Regions from separate parts of the Mus musculus genome. Here region 1 is linked to region 2. Evidence: chromatin contacts called from public Hi-C data. All regions are on one chromosome and are shown on one strand. Each heading gives the region's core, a stretch centred on a gene start, on an enhancer-like site or on the middle of the called end of the contact. The rest is flanking DNA. Distances are from core to core; before and after follow the strand shown. Region 1 has its middle 55 kb from the start of Ccdc80. Region 2 overlaps Boc (biregional cell adhesion molecule-related/down-regulated by oncogenes (Cdon) binding protein).

What was found. Hi-C and Micro-C count contacts between places; a contact is called where the count stands out from the background.
Region 1: a Hi-C map of the G1E-ER4 cell line shows a contact between it and region 2, with 2.2 times the contacts expected there. The contact joins two enhancer-like sites. A contact is called at or near these places in 2 of 15 datasets of contacts at CTCF or cohesin (large pre-B cells and pro-B cells), 14 of 484 Hi-C or Micro-C datasets (the AtT-20 cell line, B cells, the Ba/F3 cell line and 7 more), 3 of 115 datasets of contacts at active chromatin or transcription factors (all in embryonic stem cells) and 1 of 9 other capture datasets (embryonic stem cells).

What each region holds. Positions count from the first base shown.
Region 1 is chr16:45,037,492-45,041,528 of GRCm38.p6, forward strand. It overlaps a transcript of Cd200r3 not described here. Among named protein-coding and RNA genes, the nearest start is that of Ccdc80, 55 kb to the right of the region's middle. Within about 2 kb of position 1,395, at least 106 of the 459 cell types and tissues checked have an H3K27ac peak or open chromatin away from gene starts, as enhancers often do. A contact at or near this core is called in the Ba/F3 cell line and the G1E-ER4 cell line, where this site is marked.
Region 2 is chr16:44,483,080-44,487,168 of GRCm38.p6, forward strand. Boc (biregional cell adhesion molecule-related/down-regulated by oncogenes (Cdon) binding protein) reads right to left here. Exons shown (of 19, transcript NM_172506.2): 18 at 3,633-3,823; 19 at 1,966-2,720. The coding sequence ends at 2,533. Among named protein-coding and RNA genes, the nearest start is that of Gm30064, 45 kb to the right of the region's middle. Within about 2 kb of position 1,707, at least 19 of the 459 cell types and tissues checked have an H3K27ac peak or open chromatin away from gene starts, as enhancers often do. A contact at or near this core is called in the Ba/F3 cell line and the G1E-ER4 cell line, where this site is marked.

The sequences.
Region 1 (4,037 bases), core at 145-2,644, 550 kb after region 2:
ATGTGTCTTCAGATTTGATACTTCTTCTAAAGGGCATTTTGGTCTCCTTTGCACTCCTGGCCACACCTATCATAAATGCTCATATTTTTTGGAATGTGTTTGGGGCTGAAGAGCCCCAGGGAAACTCTCACCACCCCAAGTTTGCACCCGCCCTGCACGTGGTCAGCATTCTCATGGGTCACTGCAATGTGGTGAATGAATGCTTCTGGTTCTTAGCAAGCCAATTTGCCTGGGACCGTGGCATCTAACAGTTTATTGCATTAACTTGTTACATTAGGAAGCCTGCATAGGTTAGCTGTGGGAAAATGTCACAGTGCCATGTTTCTGTCTCTAACAGTGTGCAGATTACCCTGCATATGTCTAATAAATTTTCTGAAGTTTTCAGTGTGGCTTTTATATGTGTGTAGGAGGGTGAGAATGTGTATACCATTTAGATTCCACATTGCTAATATAATGTTCTTACACCTCGTTTTCTTCCTGGACACATCTCTGGATTGGATTTTCCAACTTCTTCGCAGTTAAATGTGACTACTTCATTGAGTTCTGGCCAATAGCATTGGGTTAAAGACATCTCTCTTTATACTAGACTTTATGACCCAGGACATCTTCATTTCAACTAACATTCTTAGATACAGGACAGTTTTTATATCTTCCCCATCCTTATCCCCATTCGCATCCCCAAGAAATCATGATTGTCACTAGTGGGATTTGCAGACCAGGCTTACTGCTAAATATTCCATAGTGTAAATAAAGAATGATTCAGCCCAAAATATAGGTGCTAGTTTCTCCATAGAAATAGTTTCCATAGGCTATGTATGGATAGATGCGTCAAAGAGGAGATTCAACTGGGTGGGATTGGCTCACATGGTTCCAGACTGAGAAGTCTCACAAATACTATTTGTTATATGGGGACTCAACAATTCTGGACATGATTCAGGCCAGCTCTGAATACTCAAGAACCAGAAGAGCTGCTGTAACCCTGAGAATGAGGAAGCCCTGAGAAAGCAGACAGTAGGAGGTGGGTGACTCGACTCATGGAGGGAAGGGGGAGAAAGAGGAAAAGTAGAAAAAGAAATAGTGGAGGGAGAAAGGGAGGGAGGGAATGAATTTACATCTTCACCAGGTTGTCTTATTTGGGGCCTCAACAGTTGTATGATGACCACCCACACTGATGAGGGTGGATCTCCTTTCTTGGGCCTACCAATTCAAATGTTAATCTTTCCCAGAAACATCCTCATAGACACACCCAGAAATACTGTTTAACAAGCTATTTGAGAATCCTTTAACCCAGTCAAGTTGACATATAAAATTAGTCATAGCAAATACTGAAGTTGAGAAATGCTGCTTTGAACGCTTCCTCTGTCTGCTGCCTGAACACAAAACATCCACAAGAGAATTCTGAGAACCCAAAGTTGGCTGAGTCACTATGTGGAAGGTTCCTGGAACTCTCAACCTCTGCACAGTGGTTTTTACCGAACAGAGGCTGGCCTATGTCTTTTAAAAAAGAGATTTATTTTTTCTGTGTTAAGTTATTGAAATTTGAGAGCTATTTACAAAGCCATTAAGAAATTAATAATCACAAATAGAAACTCAGTTCTTGGGTAAATTACTTAATCAATCTCATTTTCCTCTTCTACTAATGAAAATATTACTTTTCCTACCTCTGGGTTCTGAGAGTGTTGAATGAATTTGCATACATATAAAACTTAGAACGACACTGATCTGACTGCATAGTTATTTAGCCACAAAATGTCTTTGTTCGGCCATTCATTTTTACAGTGAACTGAAAACCACATGATGAACACTGAGGTCTGTGTTCAAGCCATGGAATTAGCTATATTACAAACACCAGCTCAAGAGATCCCTCTGAAGTACTGTTACTATCCTGGCTGAATTTTCTCAGCTACTTCAGTGTAAGGTAGAGATTTGAGTACATTTTAACTCCCAAACCAATGCCTTTTCTATCATTTTATTACAGTTGTGGGGCAGAAAACACTATGCATTCACTGGTCTACATAGTGAGCTTCAGGACAGTCAGGGCTATATAAAGAGATCCTGTTTCAGGAAAAGGAAAGAAGGAAGGAAGGAAGGAAGGAAGGAAGGAAGGAAGGAAGGAAGGAAGGAAGGAAGGAAGGGAGGGAGGGAGGGAGGGAGGGAGGGAGGGAGGGAGGGAGGGAGGGAGGGAGGGGGAGGGGAGGGGAGGGGAGGGGAGGGGAAGGGAAGGGAAGGGAAGGGAAGGGAAGGGAGGAAGGGAAAGGGAAGAAGGGAAAGGGAAGGGAGAAAGAAAGAAAGAAAGAAAGAAAGAAAGAAAGAAAGAAAGAAAGAAAGAAAGAAAGAAAGAAAGAAAGAAAGAAAGAAAGAAAGAAAGAGAATAATGGTTTGTGGTGCTGCCATTTTCCAAGAACAATTTACTTGAGAGGCTCAGAGTTTTAAGCAAAGTGAGAAACTAAAAGCAAAGACTTCTGTGGATTATAAGCCATTTCTTGACAGTTCTATTGACCAGAACTTTCTGTATTCACAGAACAAGGTCTATGCCTATACTGTTCAGTGTAATAGTACATGTCTCAAATATGGCCCCAGCATTTGGTAAAGTTTCTCCACTTTAGTAGTACCCCAAATGATAGAAATTTGTTTTCTAGAATTTAAATAATTTAGAATTATTTTCTCTCCATTCTTGCCTTCTCTGCCCTATTGATCGATTCACTCCTTGCCCCAATAACACCCAGCCAAAAGAGGTCTATGGATCACCTAACATTCTTTGATTTATTACTCACTGGAAACCTTTAGCAATGACTGCCTGTGGTCTGAAAAAGAAAACATTTCAATACCCTTCATACCAGCCTCCTTTGGCCTTGTTTCTTTTTTTTCTTTTCTTTTTTTTTGGGGGGGGGTGTCGAGACAGGGTTTCTCTGTTTATCTCTGGTTGTCCTGGAACTCACTTTGTAGACCAGGCTGGCCTCAAACTAAAAAATCTGCCTGCCTCTGCCTCCCGAGTGCTGGGATTAAAGGCGTGTACTATCGATATCATTACTTGATGTCTACAACATAGTGGATGTTCTGCTTCATGCTGTACACACACCATGGCCCTGTTTCTACTCTGTTCTACAGTCTGACATTGGGATCAGCTTCTCAGACCAGAGACCCTTCTCTTCAGGTCTGTCTCTGAATACGGTCCTGAGCATGGTCCAGTTGCTTACTGTCCTTGTCTGCCTTTCGTTCTTGTCTACCTTATAATATGCAGCTATTGAGGAACTAAAGTATGGATAATTCAATGAGACTAAAGCTTAGATTTTATTTCTGACTTATTTAAAAAGCTGCGCGTTGCTGTTTCACTGAACAGTGTGGTTTTATAACACAAATGCCATCAAGCTGGGCAGAGTTTTGGTTTGTTCATTGTGTCTTAAGTGCTCAGAGATATTCCTGATACACAGTACCTGCTCAATTGGTATATAGTATATCGATTTTAGCCCATGTGAGAGATTGTTTGTAAGGAAGTCATGCAATATAATAAAAATATATAATACTATAATGCAGTATAAAGTAGAATAATGTAATAAAAGAAAAACTGTTAGTGTACATACATACTAAACTTTAGTTTGCTCCTACTCATCCTGCAGAAGCATGCTTGACACATGTTATTTCATTGCTATTTTGGATTCATAGGGTTTCCTACCAAATATAGATATATCCAAATAAAGTTATACTCTACCTACTACCATGTGTGAGCCTGTTCTTCCAATGGGCTATCCTGGAGATAAGTTCCACTAGCCTGTTTCTTTCCCCTATGGCACCACAACATCAGTGCCAAGAGGTAATGAAAACATACCCACCATTTCTGAATCAACCTGAGCAGCCCCTCTGAAGTTAGCTGGCCTCATCTGACACCAATAGGAATCTAGACTGTAGTCACTAGTGTACACTTGCCTGTAGCATTAGGGATACAGTAGGGGGAGGAGTTTTGCAACCTAGGGGAACAATATAGGCATACAGAAAGCCCTGAAACTCAGGTTAATATGTAGAAGTAATGGAGAGATTGG
Region 2 (4,089 bases), core at 457-2,956:
TTTATGGTGTCCAGATGAAGGTCGAAGTGTATTAGGTATGTTCTTGGGCCTGTTTGGGTTTTTTCTGATATAATTCTAACACATTCATGTATCTGCATGTTCCCTGTCTACTTTGGTGAGTTGGTAGGTAGTACGGTTTTCCTTGAAAGAATATCCTAAGCCTAACCCATGGTTCATGTTGGACATGGTAGTAGTGTTTGTGCATACCAACACAGCATGAAGAGTCTGCCTCTGGATTTTTGTATTGCTCATGTAAAGGGAGGCAGATTAAGGGCAAGGCCACCTAAAAAGCAATCAGTCGCTGGGCGTGGTGGCGCACGCCTTTAATCCCAGCACTTGGGAGGCAGAGGCATTCGAGGCCAGCCTGGTCTACAAAGTGAGTTCCAGGACAGCCAGAGCTATACAGAGAAACCCTGTTGCAACAAACAAACAAACAAACAAACAAAAAAGCAATCAGTCGTTGCCTCATACGGTATGAAGTAGATTGAAGTAACTCCGTCTCTCCACTCAGCTATGCCTTTCATTGATGAAGGCAAACAGGTGCTAATCATAGCCTTCATTGCTCATTCATTCATGCGTAAAAAAGTTGCCTCAAAACTTAGCTTTAAAAACAAGTTATTGAGCTAGAGGTTAGAGGTCTGTGGGTCTCAGGATCTGGTAGCAGACTTGGGAAACAGGATCCTAGGGAGCCTGGACAACTCCCTTCAGCGTCTGACCATCCTGAAAGAGTACAGTAAGCAGGGTGTCTATACGTTGCTTTTAGTGGCGCACACCAAAACCCATTTTGACATTTACTTTAGGTCACGGAGAGGTAGAAGGCAAAATTAGGTTTTACAAAAATAAAACAAGCTTCCAACAGCCTGTCAAGTTAACTACAGCTCAGATTTGAGCTGCATTAGCAAAGACTGCAAGCATTAGCTCTGCCCATTCCTCTCCTGGAAGTGACCGCTAAAGGCTTCAGTATGTGTTTGAAATCACATATCTTACTTCTTCCCTTGCAGGATTAGACCTCACGCTCTTATAATTTCCATGTTCCTTACACTTATTTCTATAAACACGTTAAAAGCCACTACCTTCCTGAAAATCATGCTGCATTTTGAGGACAGTTCTTATTCAGATTAGCCGTCTTTGTAGAAAAACGGATGCAAGGCTACCGATGGCTAGGTGCAGTACTCCTTTCCACCAGCAGATGGCGGCCTTATCCCAGTCTACCTTAGATCCTGCTTAGCAAATTCTTGGAAAAGCAGTCTGATACAACTCTTAATAAGATTAAATGTGTCAGGCTGAATTCCAACTCCTCATTTTCCTGAAATATACAATCCCTCCCCGCACAATGAATACTCAAAATGTGTGAAGACTTGCATTAAAATGTTCAGTTTCTTATTAAGTCTTGTGCCACACATAAAAGTTTTAAGTTCGCACGCACACACGCACGAATGCACGCTCACACACTTACCCCTATGAATGATCTTTTTGTGGAACAACATTAAATAAATGTTGGCTTGAAATGAGTCAACTCCTCCAGCAATGGTAACTTTAGAATGAAAGGAACCTACTAGGGACCACGTGTTAACGGGTGGCATAGTACTAAGCTAAATGGTGTTTTGGAAGCAATAGTTGGTCTTTTAAAACACACACACACACACACACACACATCCCTACACAAGAAGAATTCACTTCATTCCTTCAATATGGCAGATGCTCACCTCCAGTCCGGCAAGAGAACAGTGAATTTGCTTCCTGTCTGTGTATTCCTTCTTGGAGTAAGCAGTTTGTAGTGTCATGTTACATGAATCCAAATTCAGCATTCATTGTTTAAAGAGACAAAAAAATATGAAAAATATTTGCGACTGTTCCCAGATTTTATCTCTGATGGGTTGGAAATCATCTCGAGCAGGGCTTTACTGCAGCCACTCAAAGACGGGACGCCGGACGTCTAAAGAAAACGCTGACTCACTCGTGACTAAGATGAAGGTTACAAGGAAGACTAAACATTTATTTAGAAGTTACAGTGTTTGTTTTTACAGAGATATGTTGCCACCGATTATTGATTCTGGGAGACTGTTAATGCTTAGAGTGCTGTACACATCTGGGGCTTTTCTCGTGACATCTTGGAAACCTGTCCTGTGCCACCAAATTGGAGTGGCTTCCAGGTGGCTCCAGTCTGCGGCATGATGGCCTTTGCTTTATCCCTGTGTTCTTCATGAACAGTGTGCTTAGGGTCCTTCCACCAAGTGGCCCGAGGGCCTCCTGGTGTCCGTGGTAGCTGCAGGTTCTGGGATCCATCTGCAGCCTGACCATCTATGATACTCATTTCCACTGGTCTCCAGTTACTCAGCTGCTTGCTTTCTGTCTTGTGCCAGAAAGGGGAGGATTCCATATCTCTCCAGAATTATAGAAACACATATACATTTATTTACAAGTGCATAAATATATAAATATGGCTATAATAGAAAAATAAATACCAATTTTTCTCTGTCAACAAACAAACAAACAAACAATATATAGTCTTTCTGGGATATTAGCTTCGGCCTAAATTGTGGGAGGTGGTGTTTCAAAGGACACATGAACTGATGGGCTAGGCGAGAACCGCATCCCACGTTCCTGTCCTGTGTAGGTCCCTGATGGATGCTGGGAACTCCAGTCTCCTCCACCCACTTGGCAGGAGTCAGAACTGTCTACTTCTTCAACTGGTACAAGACCTAAACAGCACTGGGGCCCTGTGAGGGGAAAACGTAGGCGACATTAAAATCTAGACTCACTATGCAGTCCTGCGCTACTCTCTACCTATAGCTGGTCACACTGGCCCTGGAAGGGGAGGACCCTTACAATTCATCTATGTTGGGACCAAAGGCATTAGACTTCAAAGCACTCGACTTGTAGCCATCAGCTACGTACACACAAAACACAAAGGGATGCCCGGCTCTCTCTAGCCAGGCTGTGTTCTACCTCACGATCCAACCAAACCTTGTTTTCATGACGACTGGCCTGGCTTTGGAGCTGATGGTCTTTTAGAATTTCATGTCCTAGAGACAGGGTCTAGGGTCCTCATGGCAGGAGCATGCACCCCCGGGGAAGCTAAGAAACGCCAACTCATCCTCTGAAGTACCAAGTGCCCCAACTAAGTCCTGGTGGATTTGCTAGACGTAGGTAGAGAGGGAGCTATGGGCAGGGGTAGCACCCCCCCCCCCCCCCGGCCATGAACAAGTTTTGTGGGCGTAGACAGTTACTATGGTGACGTGTGCACATGCATGGCTTCCTGGTGACTGATAAGAACCAATCCCTAATTAAGACCTGACAGAACAGAGGATCAGAGAGGCCCCCATGTGATGAGGGGCAGAGAGACTCTGCGAATAGCCCTGAATCTCAAAAACAGAGAGCAAATAGGCTTCTTCCGTTGGAATAGAGGATGCGCTTTCTCTTCAGCCTTTGAGGACCACAGTTAGAGTGTTGGAGTCAGACCATACTGGGAAGGCCTCCTGGCCCTCTAGCCTTTAGTAGCAAATGAGTGGCCATCCATCCCCAACTCCCAAACACTCCCTTGAAGAAGTCCCTTGTCCTTTCTCCTCAAAGCCATCGCTGGGTTATGGGTGACCCCATCAGACAAGATCTCCCTGCCGCCCCTGGCTGACCTGAATGATATGGAGGGTCCCATGAAGATTCTAGTCCAGGACTTTCAGACGTTCGCCTCACTGCTGTTTGGCATGTGGTGACGGGTTGCTTCTGGAGGTGACAGCAGTCTTGAGGTTGGAGCAGCTGGTGAGTTGAGTCATCAGGCAGCGTGTATAAGAAAGCTCCTACTCCTGAGGCACACTGGGGACCTCTGCGTTGTACAAGACCAGATGGGGTGGGTTAGTGCAAGCAGAATGGGCGTGCACTTTCACTATCTGACATACATCACACCGGTCCCCTGTGAACATCAGGAGCTGCCCCACCAAATTCAGCCGGTGATAGTTGAGCTTTATTGTGGGAGGTGGCAAACTGGGTGTTCTGGGGCCTGTAGGCAAAGTTGGTTCTACCTCCAGGGTTTTGGTGAGCCAGTGAGTGACAGATGCTGAGAAACAACCGAAGCCCCTAAGCAGAAGAGTA